Linked DNA regions of Sus scrofa: all the other regions are linked to region 1. Evidence: chromatin contacts called from public Hi-C and HiChIP or PLAC-seq data. All regions are on one chromosome and are shown on one strand. The core of a region is the stretch at or near the end of the contact, and the rest is flanking DNA. Distances in the headings are between cores, read along the strand shown. Region 1 holds the start of GSTK1 (glutathione S-transferase kappa 1). Region 2 holds the start of CASP2 (caspase-2). Region 3 holds the start of CLCN1 (chloride channel protein 1).

Region 1 (4,085 bases), core at 752-3,251:
GCTCCAATTGGACCCCTAGCCTGGGAACTTCCATATGCTGTGGGTTCAGCCCTAAAAAGCAAAAAAAAAAAAAAAAAAAAAAGAAGAAGAAGAAGAAAATAAATGCTGTATAGTATCCTGGACTGGATCCTGGAACAGAGAAAGGTCATTAGTGAAAAAATGGTGAAATAGGAATGAAGTCTGTAATCCAGTTAATTTCCCAGTTTTGATAGTTATATATGCACAAAATGTTCACATTAGGAGAAGCTGGATGAGGGAAATGCAGAAACTCTTTGTACTCCCTGTGTATCTCTTCTGTAAGTCTAAAATGATTTCCAGATATAAAGGTTTTAAAATAAAAGTGATGATCAACTTTTAAAATCTTATGACCAAGCTAAATTAGCTCTTAGATACTTTTAAACTAACACTGTTGAAGAAAAACAAAGTACAGTTTTTTAATGTCAATAATTTAGTTTCACTGATCATCATGCAATTAGTTTAATGTGAAAGTGGGTGAAGATAACATCATTTCTCATTCCATTTTATATGTTCTGTGTAAAAGTTTAAAGGTTTACACTGTATCCTTGTATTCTGATGGTCTTAGGGTTTTTTTTGTTTTGTTTTGTTTTGTTTGTCTTTTGTTGTTGTTGTTGTTGCTATTTCTTGGGCCGCTCCCGCGGCATATGGAGGTTCCCAGGCCAGGGGTTGAATCGGAGCTGTAGCCACCGGCCTACGCCAGAGCCACAGCAACGCGGGATCTGAGCTGCGTCTGCGACCTACACCACAGCTCATGGCAACGCCGGATCGTTAACCCACTGAGCAAGGGCAGGGACCGAACCCGCAACCTCATGGTTCCTAGTTGGATTCAGTTAACCACTGCGCCATGACGGGAACTCCCTAGGGTTGTTTTTCAATGCATACAAATGAGTGGAATCTTTGTAAGTTTTCCAATTCATAAAATTAGTAATATTAAGAATAATTTAATAAAATTAAATGGAATTTTTAAACTTGTTTCTTTGCAATAAATGTAATTCAAGTACAAGACAATATGACAGGAGTTCCTGCCGTGGCGCAGTGGTTAAGGAATCCGACTAGGAACCATGAGGTTGCAGGTTCGATCCCTGGCCTTGCTCAGTGGGTTAAGGATCCGGTGTTCCCGTGAGCTGTGGTGTAGGCTGCAGACGTGGCTCAGATCCCCTGTTGCTGTGGCTCTGATGTAGGCCGGCGGCTACAGCTCTGATTCGACCCCTAGCCTGGGAACCTCCATATGCGGGAATCTCCATATGCCCCGGGAGCGGCCCTAGAAAAGCCAAAAAAAAAAAAAAGAAGACAATATGACATATTTACAAGTACGAAGACAACAGACTATTCCTCATTATCCCTCCAATTACCGCTGCAGTAAGGTATCCTCTCCTTCGTTCAGAATATATTGGTTATCAAATATACTCCAGACATTGTGCTAAACTCTTGAGAAATACAAAAAAAATTATCATTGGGTCACTTCTTACTCTGCCCAGTCCCAGAAAGTCTTGCAATTGCCAAGTAACACTAAAAGCTGAGGTGAATCGTAATCCTTTCACTCCCCACAAGCCTGAATAAGGCAGTGTTATTATTATGTAAACCCTATTTTTATGCCTATGTTTACGAGAGAGGAGGCCACTGCGGTTCAGAGAGGTCAACGGGCTTGCCAGAGGCTCACAGCTAAGTGAGAGGCCAGCACTCACCCTTAAACTACGTCCGTTTGCCCCGGACTCCACTGCAGGGCAGGGCGGTGACCGTGAGGTGCTTGGGTCACCACACCGGCGCGCTCCGCAGGGGATATCCTCTCACCCTCGCCTCCCGGGCGCTCTCCGCTTTTCCAGGGCACCCCACAGCCAGCCCGACTCTGCCCGCTGCGGGCTGCGCGGCCAGGGCGGGGCGGGCGAGGCGGGGCGGGGCTGTCCCCCGAGCCGGGGGCGGGGCTCCGGGGAAGGATGGGCGGGGCGGGGCGGATGGGCGGGGCGGGGCCTGACCCCGGGGAGGCCGGGAATCGGGGCGGGGCCGAAGGTGGGGCCCGTCCTCACTCTGCGCCTGGAGCCGCGGCCTGGACGCTGCGCGCAGGAGAAAGGGAACGATCAACGCTCGGCTTGCTGGGCCGCGCTTGCTTCTCAGTTGTCCGGCTGCAGCATGGGGCCTCTCCCGCGGACCGTGGAGCTTTTCTACGATGTGCTGTCCCCCTACTCCTGGCTGGCCTTCGAGGTGACGCCTGGGGAGCCGCTTCAGCCGGGGCTTGGAGAGCAGAGGGAAGGGCGAGCTTGGGGCGCGGGAACCGCAGTCTTGTGAAACTCCTGGCTCTGCCCGGCGCGTTTAAGACACGTTGATAGAGCCAGGGCTGAAGGTCACTGTGTCGGTAAACAGGATACGATCGCTGGCTCCAGGGAGAGCCCTTATATTCTAAAGTAGGGGTTTCCTACAGTGAAAGAGGAACAGCTCCAGAGAATGTAGGAGAAATCCATGGCACCGCCACTTCTTAGCCCTCAGATGTCAGTTTTGCGGGGTAGCGTGCAGAACAGATAAAAACTGTCCACAAAGATCCTGGGATGGATTTCTAGGCGTAGAGAGTTTTGCCATTTCAAACCAAGCACTTTAGGGCCTCCTCCTAAGCCCTTCCCTGCACGTGTAGCCTCTGGCTGGTCATTACTACGAACCTTTCCCTTCCCTCAGCCTTTTTCACTGCCCATCTTTCACTCTCCATCTTCGCCTCCTCTCCTGCAGATCCTGTGCCGGTACAAGAACATCTGGAATGTCAACCTGCAGCTGTGCCCAAGCTTAATTGCAGGGATCTTAAAAGACAGCGGTAGGAAGGCGTTTTCTCCAAGGATTTGAGGGAAGACTGACTTCAGAGACCCATAGGCGCTACCACTGGAGTTTCATATTGGTGGCAGCAGCCAGTAATATGCCCTCTGCCCAAAGCCTGGGAAGGAGTCCCCCGGGCCTGGGACTCTTAGGTGTCTCTTACCAGTGAGCCTAACTGTCCATTTTCAGGAAACCAGCCACCAGCTATGCTTCCCCGCAAAGCTGTGTACATGAAAGAGGACATTAAGCGACTGGGACACCATCTCCAGGTTCCCATCCACTTCCCCAAGGATTTCTTCTCTACAATCCTTGGAAAAGGTGAAAAACATGGGATATAGATGGGGCATCAAGTGGGGAGGAGTAGATTTGGAGATCGCAAGGCTGGGAAGAAGAGGCTTAGGTGCTACGTTAAGTGCAACAAACCTTGGGAAAACTCAGGATAAGAGTTGAGCGAGGTTGTGGGGACGTAAGGACAGGAAGAACAGGACTAATCAGTTCCCAGAAACTTGGGTGGGGGGCTGAGGGCAATGGCGCACTGCAGGGTGTCAGGTGCAGGAAAGAGCTGGTCTTCCATGGGAAGCAGGCTAGGAGGGCCCTACTTCTGAGGGCCTCTGCCCCACAGGAAGTTTGACAGCCATGCGCTTCCTCACCACCGTGAAACTGGAGCACCCCGAGATGCTGGAGAAAGTGTCCAGGGAACTGTGGATGCGCGTCTGGTCACGGGTGAGCGCAGGGCTCTGGGAACCCACGTGCGAGGATACCCAGTGTGACTTGGTGACCTTCCCCTAGGTCCTGCCCTCCGCGTTGTTCCCTGACCTGGTGCCCTCTGGGTCCTGCCCTCCGCGTTGTTCCCTGACCTGGTGCCCTCTGGGTCCTGCCCTCCCTGTTGTTCCCTGACCTGGTGCCCACTAGGTCCTGCCCTCCGCCTTGTTCCCTGACCTGGTGCCCTCCATCACACCCCTCACTCACCACCCCCCTCATACCAAGTGTCCTCTTCTTCCCAGGACGAAGACATCACAGAGCCCCAGAGCGTCCTGGCCGTGAGTGTCCCCTCTCATGGGGAATCTGAGTACACTTGGCATTGGGTGCAGAGAGGACAAGGTTTTCTTACTGGGTGGACGAGGTCATAGTTATTTGGGGAGGAAGGATGTTTGAGAGGCCAAATCACCAAAGCATTGGAACTAAGGACTCTTGAAAGAATATTTCATGGTTGAAAGAGGAAGTGCAGAATTCTCCCTGGGTAGCATGTATTTGATGAAAGAACTTAGTGG
Region 2 (3,707 bases), core at 229-2,728, 33 kb after region 1:
AGACCATCTATTTCTCATTTTCTCCGAAACTACACACTGGCAGAATGGTTCCCCAGGGACAGAGAAAGGAGGGGCACCAGACCACAGTACATCCGGTCAACTTCCCAAAGACCCTTGTGCTAAAATCCACCCTGAGGGCAGGGCCCCAAGTCAGGCAAAAGCCAGACAAAGCAAGATGACAGGCCAGAGGAAGCCCGGAAGGACTGTCCCCCTACAAGTGACTTAAAGGATCTCCAAAGCATGTGTCTCTCGCTTCCTATCTTGCTCTGTCAGTCTTTTTTCTCCCTCCACCCCCATCCGGGTCCCCCAGCCTGCCAGTGCTCCCTGCACCTTCTTTCTCATCTCTCTTCAAATACTTACTTGCCTCATTACCCTCAGTCTCTTTGCCAAATTCTTTCCCCAAAGACCCAAAGTTGTGGGGACCTACATCAACTGGTAAGGGTTCAGCATTCTCAGCCAGCAATACACCCTCCCCCCCAACATGAAAGCCCATGTGTTTTCAATACAAGGCAACAGAAGCCAGGTTATCCCATATTTCTGTGAGCTGTGGTGTAGGTCACAGATGTGGCTGGGATCTGGCATTGCTGTGGCTGTGGCGTAGACAGGCAGCTGTAGCTCTGATTCAACTCCAAGCCTGGGAACTTCTATATTCCTGGCAGCCCTAAATAAAATAAAATGTAAAACATGAGCTTCTTGGCTGGGGTGGTGGAGTATCTAAGGCCCTCTTTTATTATTATTATTATTATTATTATTTTGTCTTTTCAGGGCCACACCTGTGATATATGGAAGTTCCCAGGTTGTGAGTTACAGCTGTAGCTGCAGGTCTACACCACAGCTCCCAGCAACACGGGATCCTTAACCCACTGAGCGAGGCCAGGGATTAAACCCGCATCCTCATGGATAGTAGTAGGGTTGTTGCCCCTGAGCCGCAAGGGGAACTCCCTGTAAGGATCTTTTTTGAATCATCTATTATGAAACACTCTACTCGCTTCAGCCTCACCCTTGCGCTCTAACCGCCAGGGTTTTGCCCCAGGCCCCCTGCCCTGCTTCCCCAGATTCAAAAAGCATATCTGTCTTTCTGGACTCCTGTGCTGCACCTGTGCTGTAGGTTTTAGCCCCTGGGAGCCGCTCCACCGGCACTGACCCGCGCGCCCTACTCAGTCGGTCATCTTCGGGCGCGGGGACCTGTCTACAGCGCCTCCTAGCGCTCTCCACGTCTTCCTTACCCGGGTCCCAGCAATTAAACTCGATGGAGTGAAAAGTCCGGCCACACCCATGTCCACCGAGTTCTTGCAATAGGCGGGTGTGGCCCGGCGGGCGGTGCTGGGGCGGGAGCGTGATTTCCGCGGGAACCCACGGCCAATGGGGTGCCCACGCTGGGCGGGGCGGCTCCGTCCTTCCCCTTCCGAAGAGGGCGCTCTCACCCCATTGGACGGCGCTTCAACTCGAGGGCTCTGCGCCTGCGCGCGCCCCGCCGACGGCCCCGCCGGCCGGCGCGGGGGTGCAGCTAGGAGAAGTAGTGCGCAGGCGCCTAGCGCGCGGGCGGACGGGGGAGGGATGCGGAGGACGCGAAGGCTCGCGGTTTGTTTGGGTCGCGGACGGTGCGCGGGAAAAGCGGGGAATGGCGGCGCCGAGCGCGGCCTCCGGACCTGCCCTCCAGCAGAAGGGGCTGATGGCCGCTGATCGGGGTCGCAGGTGAGTGAGGGAGGATCCCCGGGGTCGTTGGTTGGACCCAGGGACGGGAGCTCGGGCCTCTGGCGTGTGGCCCTGGCGCCCCCCGATCTAAACCCCTGGAAAAGCGGCGTCCGCTCTTCCTGCCTAGGGTGGGAGGCGGGGCAGGGCCCCCGGGGGCGCGCGGGCGGGTGGGTCTTCTGGCCTTGACTCTCTTTTTCTTCTACCCGGGCGTCTGAACAAGGTAAGATCTTTCCATTCCTGCCAGATCGTGGCTTCTCTTAAAGCTCCGTCATTCTTTCTTTCCCCTTATGAGGTTTTCAACTCCTTTATGAGGAACTAAACTTAAACCTGCAGACCTCGGAATCCTGCCTGATGTGCATTTGTTTGGGATGGAATATATCATGACCCGTATTGTGTTGACTGTAATGGCCTGATGTGCAGGGCATTCAGCACAGCTTTTGGAGTTTGAGTGCTTTGAGACCGGGAGGTGCCCGAGGCTCCAAGTGTGTCTCCGCCAGTGCTCTAGTTTTATCATTTCATGACACACATTTTCCAGGATAACATATTTTAATGTTTCCTGGTTCAGACCCAAGTTGATTGAGGACTTTGGGTGCAGAGCCTGCAGAAGGACACAGAATCAAGACTCAAGAATCTCCCCTGTGATTCTGCACCACCTCCTCCCTTTCCAGATCAGTCCTAAAGTTCTAGGTAATTGTGGTTATTTGTGGAACGTCCACATTTGAGACTCTCCCCAGAACGTGCAATACAGGAAGGAGAAGGTGTGTGGAGAATGGATAATACTTCAGATTAAATCTCTTGGGTTACTGATTGGAAGTTTAAGTTGAGAATTTAGAGTTAAGAACTGAGAGTCAGTGCGTGAATGGTGAGTATGGATGAGATTGAATAGGGAGAGGCTTTTTGAGGGGGGATCCTAAAGGAAGAGCAGCATGTGAGGGCAGGCCAGAGGTCCTGTGAAGGAAATGACCTAGAAGGCAGAGAGGGGAACTGAAGACAGTGGTGTCCTGGCAACCGGGGGAGGAGAAAGTTGTAAGGAGAAAATGCTCCTGGGACTTTAGGGAGGAAAAACTGAGGAAACTTACCCTGCATTGTCTGTATCCTGAGGAAAGACCTAGTATCCAGTTGTGATGTCATCTTACAGTTGACCTTTCAACACTTATTTTTAACCAGAGTTCACACTTGTCTCATTGTTACTGCTTTCGTGTGTTCTAAGGTGATTTTTTTTTTTTGTCTTTTGAGGGCCACACGCACGGCATATGGAAATTCCTAGGCTTGGGGTCACATCAGAGCTGCAACTGCAGGCCAGTGCACAGCCACAGCAACATGGGATCCAAGCCTCCGCTGCAGCCTGTACACAATGCCAGCTCCTGTACCACTGAGTGAGGCCAGGGATCGAACCCATGTCCTCTTGGATACTTGTCGGGTTCATTATTGCTGAGCCACGATGGGAACGCCTAAGATGATTCATAAGTGAGGTTTTTGATATCTTTAGAGTGTGTTGTTGTAGCAGGTTTTTACTAAAGGTTTGGTGTAAACGAGTATTACAATAGAACGGAGAACGTGAAATTAAAATGCAGTTTCAGACATGACTGTCAGACTTTTTACTTAGTTCTTTATGGATTCTGGTCATTTCTTTTTCTTTTTGCCATTTCTTGGGCTGCTCCCGCGGCATATGGAGGTTCCCAGGCTAAGGGTTGAATCAGAGTGGTAGCCACTGGCCTACACCACAGCCACAGCCACGCAGGATCTGAGCCATGTCTGCAACCTACACCACAGCTCATGGCAACGTCAGATCCTTAACCCACTGAACAAGGCCAGGGATCAAACCCGCAACCTCATGGTTCCTAGTCGGATTCGTTAACCACTGAGCCACGACGGGAACTCCAGATTCTGGTCATTTCTAACATCATTTTGTCACTGGAACTTACAGTTTACTTTTTTCTTTTGTTGTCTTTTCTAGGGCTGTACCCACGGCATATGGAAGTTCCCAGGCCAGGGGTCTAATCGGAGCTGCA
Region 3 (3,790 bases), core at 1,035-3,534, 58 kb after region 1:
TCCCTGGCCTGGCTCAGTGTGTCTGGGATCCAGCGTTGCCGTGAGCTGTGGTGTAGGCTCGGATCCCGTGGTGTAGGCTCGGATCCCGTGTTGCTGTGGCTGTGATGTAGGCCGACAGCTGTAGCTCTGATGTGACCCCTACCATGGGAACCTCTATGTGCGACGGGTGCAGCCCTAAAAAGCAAAGCAATTAAAAATGGAGAAACAGCTGTTCTCCTAAAAGTCCCTCTGAGGATGAAGCACAGCAATGCAGAGTGGTGACGCGGGGTGGCCGCGTTCGGATGCCGTCGCCCATCTCCAAGAATGAGCTTTGCTTTAATGACACAGCTGACATTCGGAGCTTATTTCGGGGCAGTCACGCTTAGCTTTCGTGTGCATTCTTTTCTCTCCATGACCCTCTAAGTTACTGTCGTTCTGAAGAAAGAGAGGCCAGGGTGGGAGATGATGCTTCAGTGCACACTCTCAACGAAGAGTATTGCTTCTGTTTATTTTTTTCCTAGCATGAGACTTTCTCCCCACTCCTGCCCCCGCCTTCAGGGGCTATCGCTTTTTCCCACCGAGCTAGGAGAAGAAGCCAAGAAGGAGCTGAGCTTGGTCCTAAGACCCAGGACTTTATTCCACCTTAGCTTCTGTTGGGCAGAGAAGAGGGAAAAAGTATAACCTGTGCACAAATCCGGAAGAGGGAGAAAGAGCCCTGTCCAGTGCTATGGGGAAGAGGCCAGGGATTTTTATTATTTTTATTTTATGTTATGTTATTTTACTATTTATTTTTGCTTTTTAGGCCTGCACCTGCAGCATATGGAAGTTACCAGGCTAGGGGTCGAATCAGAGCTGCAGCTGCCAGCCTACACCACAGCCACAGCAATGTGGGATCTGAGCCACATCTGTGACCTACACCACCGCTCACGGCAAGGCTGGATCCCTAACCCACTGAGCAAGGCCAGGGAACGAACCCGCATCCTCATGGATACTAGTGGGATTCGTTTCCACTGAGCCACAACAGGCACTCCCAGAGGGCCAAGGATTTTTGAAGAATCTGGAAGGCAAGGCCCAGTACACAGTAGAGGAGAAATGACTGCTACATTTGGACAGCTACAAAGAGAAAGTGTGTTTATAGGAGATTTCGGTTGCCTGGGGAAAGTTTCAGAAAGTAGGTGGTCATGGGTTTTGTGCTACGCTGGATGTGCAGAAGGAAAACCATGACGGAAAGCCCCTGAAAGAGAGCCTGATGGCATATTATCCAGTGATTTTTTTTTTTCTTCTTTTTTTTTTTTGTTTTTTTTAAGGCTGACCTGTGGCCTAAGGAGTTCTCAGACCAGGAATCAGATCCCAGCGGCAGTTTCAACCTACGCTGCAGCTGGGGCAACACCCACTGTGCCAGGCTGGGGATCAAACCTGTGTCCTGGTGCTGCAGAGATGCCACTGCTCCCATCGCACCACAGCGGGGACGCCACTCATGAGATCTGAACCAGTTCTGATTTCATGCTCAGAATTATTGCCCTCCAGTCCTTGCCCTTCAGCGCTAGCAGATGTACGATTCCTCGACCCTCTCATTTCAGAACCTGCTTTTTAGAATAGCGGCTGGTGCTTCGGGGTGGCTTGGTGGAGTGTGCGGGTTTTCTCAGTGCCCATGAGCGCTGCCCTCAAATCTCAGAATCCATCATCTGGACCTGATTTTCTCAGGAATTGTGAAGACATGGTAGTCGTGTTAGACAATTGTTGCTTGGGGTTATCAAGCCCCAACAAAAGCTGGTTACCTTCAGGGGAGCCATACTCCACAAAGGGGTGAAAATCTTCTCTGTTTCTTTTTCTTTGTTGTCTTTTTGCCATTTCTAGGGCTCTACCCGCGGCAGATGGTGGTTCCCAGGCTAGGGGTCAAATCAGAGCTGTAGCCGCCAGCCTGCACCAGAGCCACAGCAACGCGGGATCTGAGCCGCGTCTGCAACCTACACCACAGCTCACGGCAACGCCGGATCCTTAACCCACTGAGCGAGGCCAGGGACCGAACCCGCAGCCTCGTGGTTCCTAGTCGGATTCGTTAACCACTGAGCCATGACGGGAACTCCAAATCTTCTCTGTTTCTAAAGCCCCCTCCCCAAAGAATGTAATTGCACTTTGGCACTCTGTAATCTTTTGTTTGTTTGTTTGGTCTTTTGGGGCCACAAGCACGGCCTAGGGAAGTTCCCGGACTAGGAGTTGAATCAGAGCTGCAGCTGCCAGACCCGAGCCAAGTCTGCACCCTACACCACAGCTCACAGCAATGCCAGATCCTTAACCCACTGATCAAGGCCAGGGATGGAACCCACATCCTCATGGATACTCGCTGGGTTTGTTCCCGCTGAGCCATGACAGGAACTCCCATAACGTTGTTTCTGTAGTGAAGAGTTCACAGGGAAAAGACTGTCCTAGGAAAAGTGGTTTTAAAAAAGTGCGATGCCAGATGGAGTAGCTTGGCCTTGGCCAAAAATTATTTATTGACCTGAAACGGGAAGAATAGCAGAGTACTTCCCTGTCATCTTTTATGTTGTCGGACTCATCACGAGCAATGCCCACTCCCTTCCCTCCCTGGTGTCCCCCGTTCCCACTTCCCCTTCTCCCCTGTTATCTAACCTGTGCTGACAGGCTCCCAAGGGCTGCTCCACAGTCTAAGTGGAAGCTCAGCCCTCCCTGTACATCCAGGCTGTGGCGTGGCGGGCATGTATCAGTCTGGGACGTGGGAGAAATGCCAGAAGCCAAGGCTATTGCCCTCTGCCCCACACCCAGCGGGTGATAAAGCTGGGGTCAAGGGCATGGCCCCAAAGCATCACTGGCAGCCTCTGGCAGACAGAAAAGGCAGCGCTGGAGGAGAAAACTCACCACTGGTTGGATTGGGGAGCTGGTCCGACCGATGAGTAAACTGGAGGAAGATACGGAGCTGGGAGCCACCCCACAGGGACCGGTGGCGGACAGGTGCCAGCTGCTCCCCCAGGTGAGCCCCTCCCCCTCTGCCCCCCGCATTTCCAGACCCTAGAGGCATGCCATCTGGCTCCCCAGTCCTCACCTCCCCAGGGACGCAGAGGTGCAGTCTGGGGAGCAGACAGGTTTGAAGAGGGCGTGTGAACCAGTTTCCCATCCTGGTCTGGGAGGTATTTATAGAGGGACCGGTGGCCTGGGACTAGAAGCCTCCTGGTGACTAAGGAGGGGGACAGTGCTGCTGGCCCCGCTGAGGGAATTCCCTGTGGGGCTGCCCCGCAGGTTCTCGTCCCCACCCCTCCCCCGCACGGCTCTCACACCTGCTTCGACCCCAAGCAGATCAGATGTGGCAATGGGGGGGTCATGTGACGGCGAGATGGCTATAAATAGCTGGGGGTGGGCATGCTGCCCCAGACGCCTTGGGGACAGGCAGGAGGACCGGCCTAAGGAGCTGTACTGCGGGGAGGGCGGGGGCCAGCAGGCCGAGGCCTGGCCGGGGAGGGAGCATGGAGCCCTCTGAGTCCCAGCGGCGTGGGCGCGAGCAAAGCTGGTGGGGCAGTGCCCCCCAGTACCAGTACATGCCCTTTGAACACTGCACCAGCTACGGACTGCCCTCTGAGAACGGGGGCCTTCAGCACAGGCTCCGGAGGGATGCGGGACCCCGACCCAGTGCCCACCCCACACAGGTAAAGTCCTCAAGGGTGGGAGCGGGGGAGGGGGCGGGGGTTCGAGGGGACTTTGAGGAGAGGGCTGTGCGTGCCATGGATTGGGGGAAATGAGCAAAAAGAGGGAGCAGTGTGATCTTTTTAATTTCAAGTACACGGTAACATGTCCAAAA

What was found. Hi-C and Micro-C count contacts between places; a contact is called where the count stands out from the background. HiChIP or PLAC-seq counts read pairs in DNA pulled down with a chosen protein or histone mark.
Region 2: a Hi-C map of liver shows a contact between it and region 1, with 2.6 times the contacts expected there. The contact joins the promoter of CASP2 here to the promoter of GSTK1 in region 1. A contact is called at or near these places in 1 of 5 promoter capture datasets (liver), 14 of 47 Hi-C or Micro-C datasets (alveolar macrophages, blood, fetal heart ventricle and 9 more) and 2 of 2 datasets of contacts at active chromatin or transcription factors (alveolar macrophages and skeletal muscle).
Region 3: a contact with region 1 is called in an H3K27ac HiChIP or PLAC-seq map of skeletal muscle. The contact joins the promoter of CLCN1 here to the promoter of GSTK1 in region 1. A contact is called at or near these places in 1 of 47 Hi-C or Micro-C datasets (blood) and 1 of 2 datasets of contacts at active chromatin or transcription factors (skeletal muscle).

The regions. Positions count from the first base shown.
Region 1 is chr18:6,996,984-7,001,068 of Sscrofa11.1, reverse strand. GSTK1 (glutathione S-transferase kappa 1) reads left to right here and starts at 2,001. Exons shown (of 8, transcript NM_001315574.1): 1 at 2,001-2,217; 2 at 2,734-2,815; 3 at 3,004-3,132; 4 at 3,437-3,537; 5 at 3,819-3,854. The coding sequence starts at 2,146. It overlaps LOC106508196 (a long non-coding RNA gene), which reads right to left and starts at 1,903. Exons shown (of 4, transcript XR_001304823.2): 1 at 1,704-1,903.
Region 2 is chr18:6,963,859-6,967,565 of Sscrofa11.1, reverse strand. It overlaps CASP2 (caspase-2), which reads left to right and starts at 1,478. Exons shown (of 11, transcript XM_005657720.3): 1 at 1,478-1,695. The coding sequence starts at 1,622.
Region 3 is chr18:6,940,024-6,943,813 of Sscrofa11.1, reverse strand. It overlaps CLCN1 (chloride channel protein 1), which reads left to right and starts at 2,284. Exons shown (of 21, transcript XM_021078562.1): 1 at 2,284-3,638. The coding sequence starts at 3,459.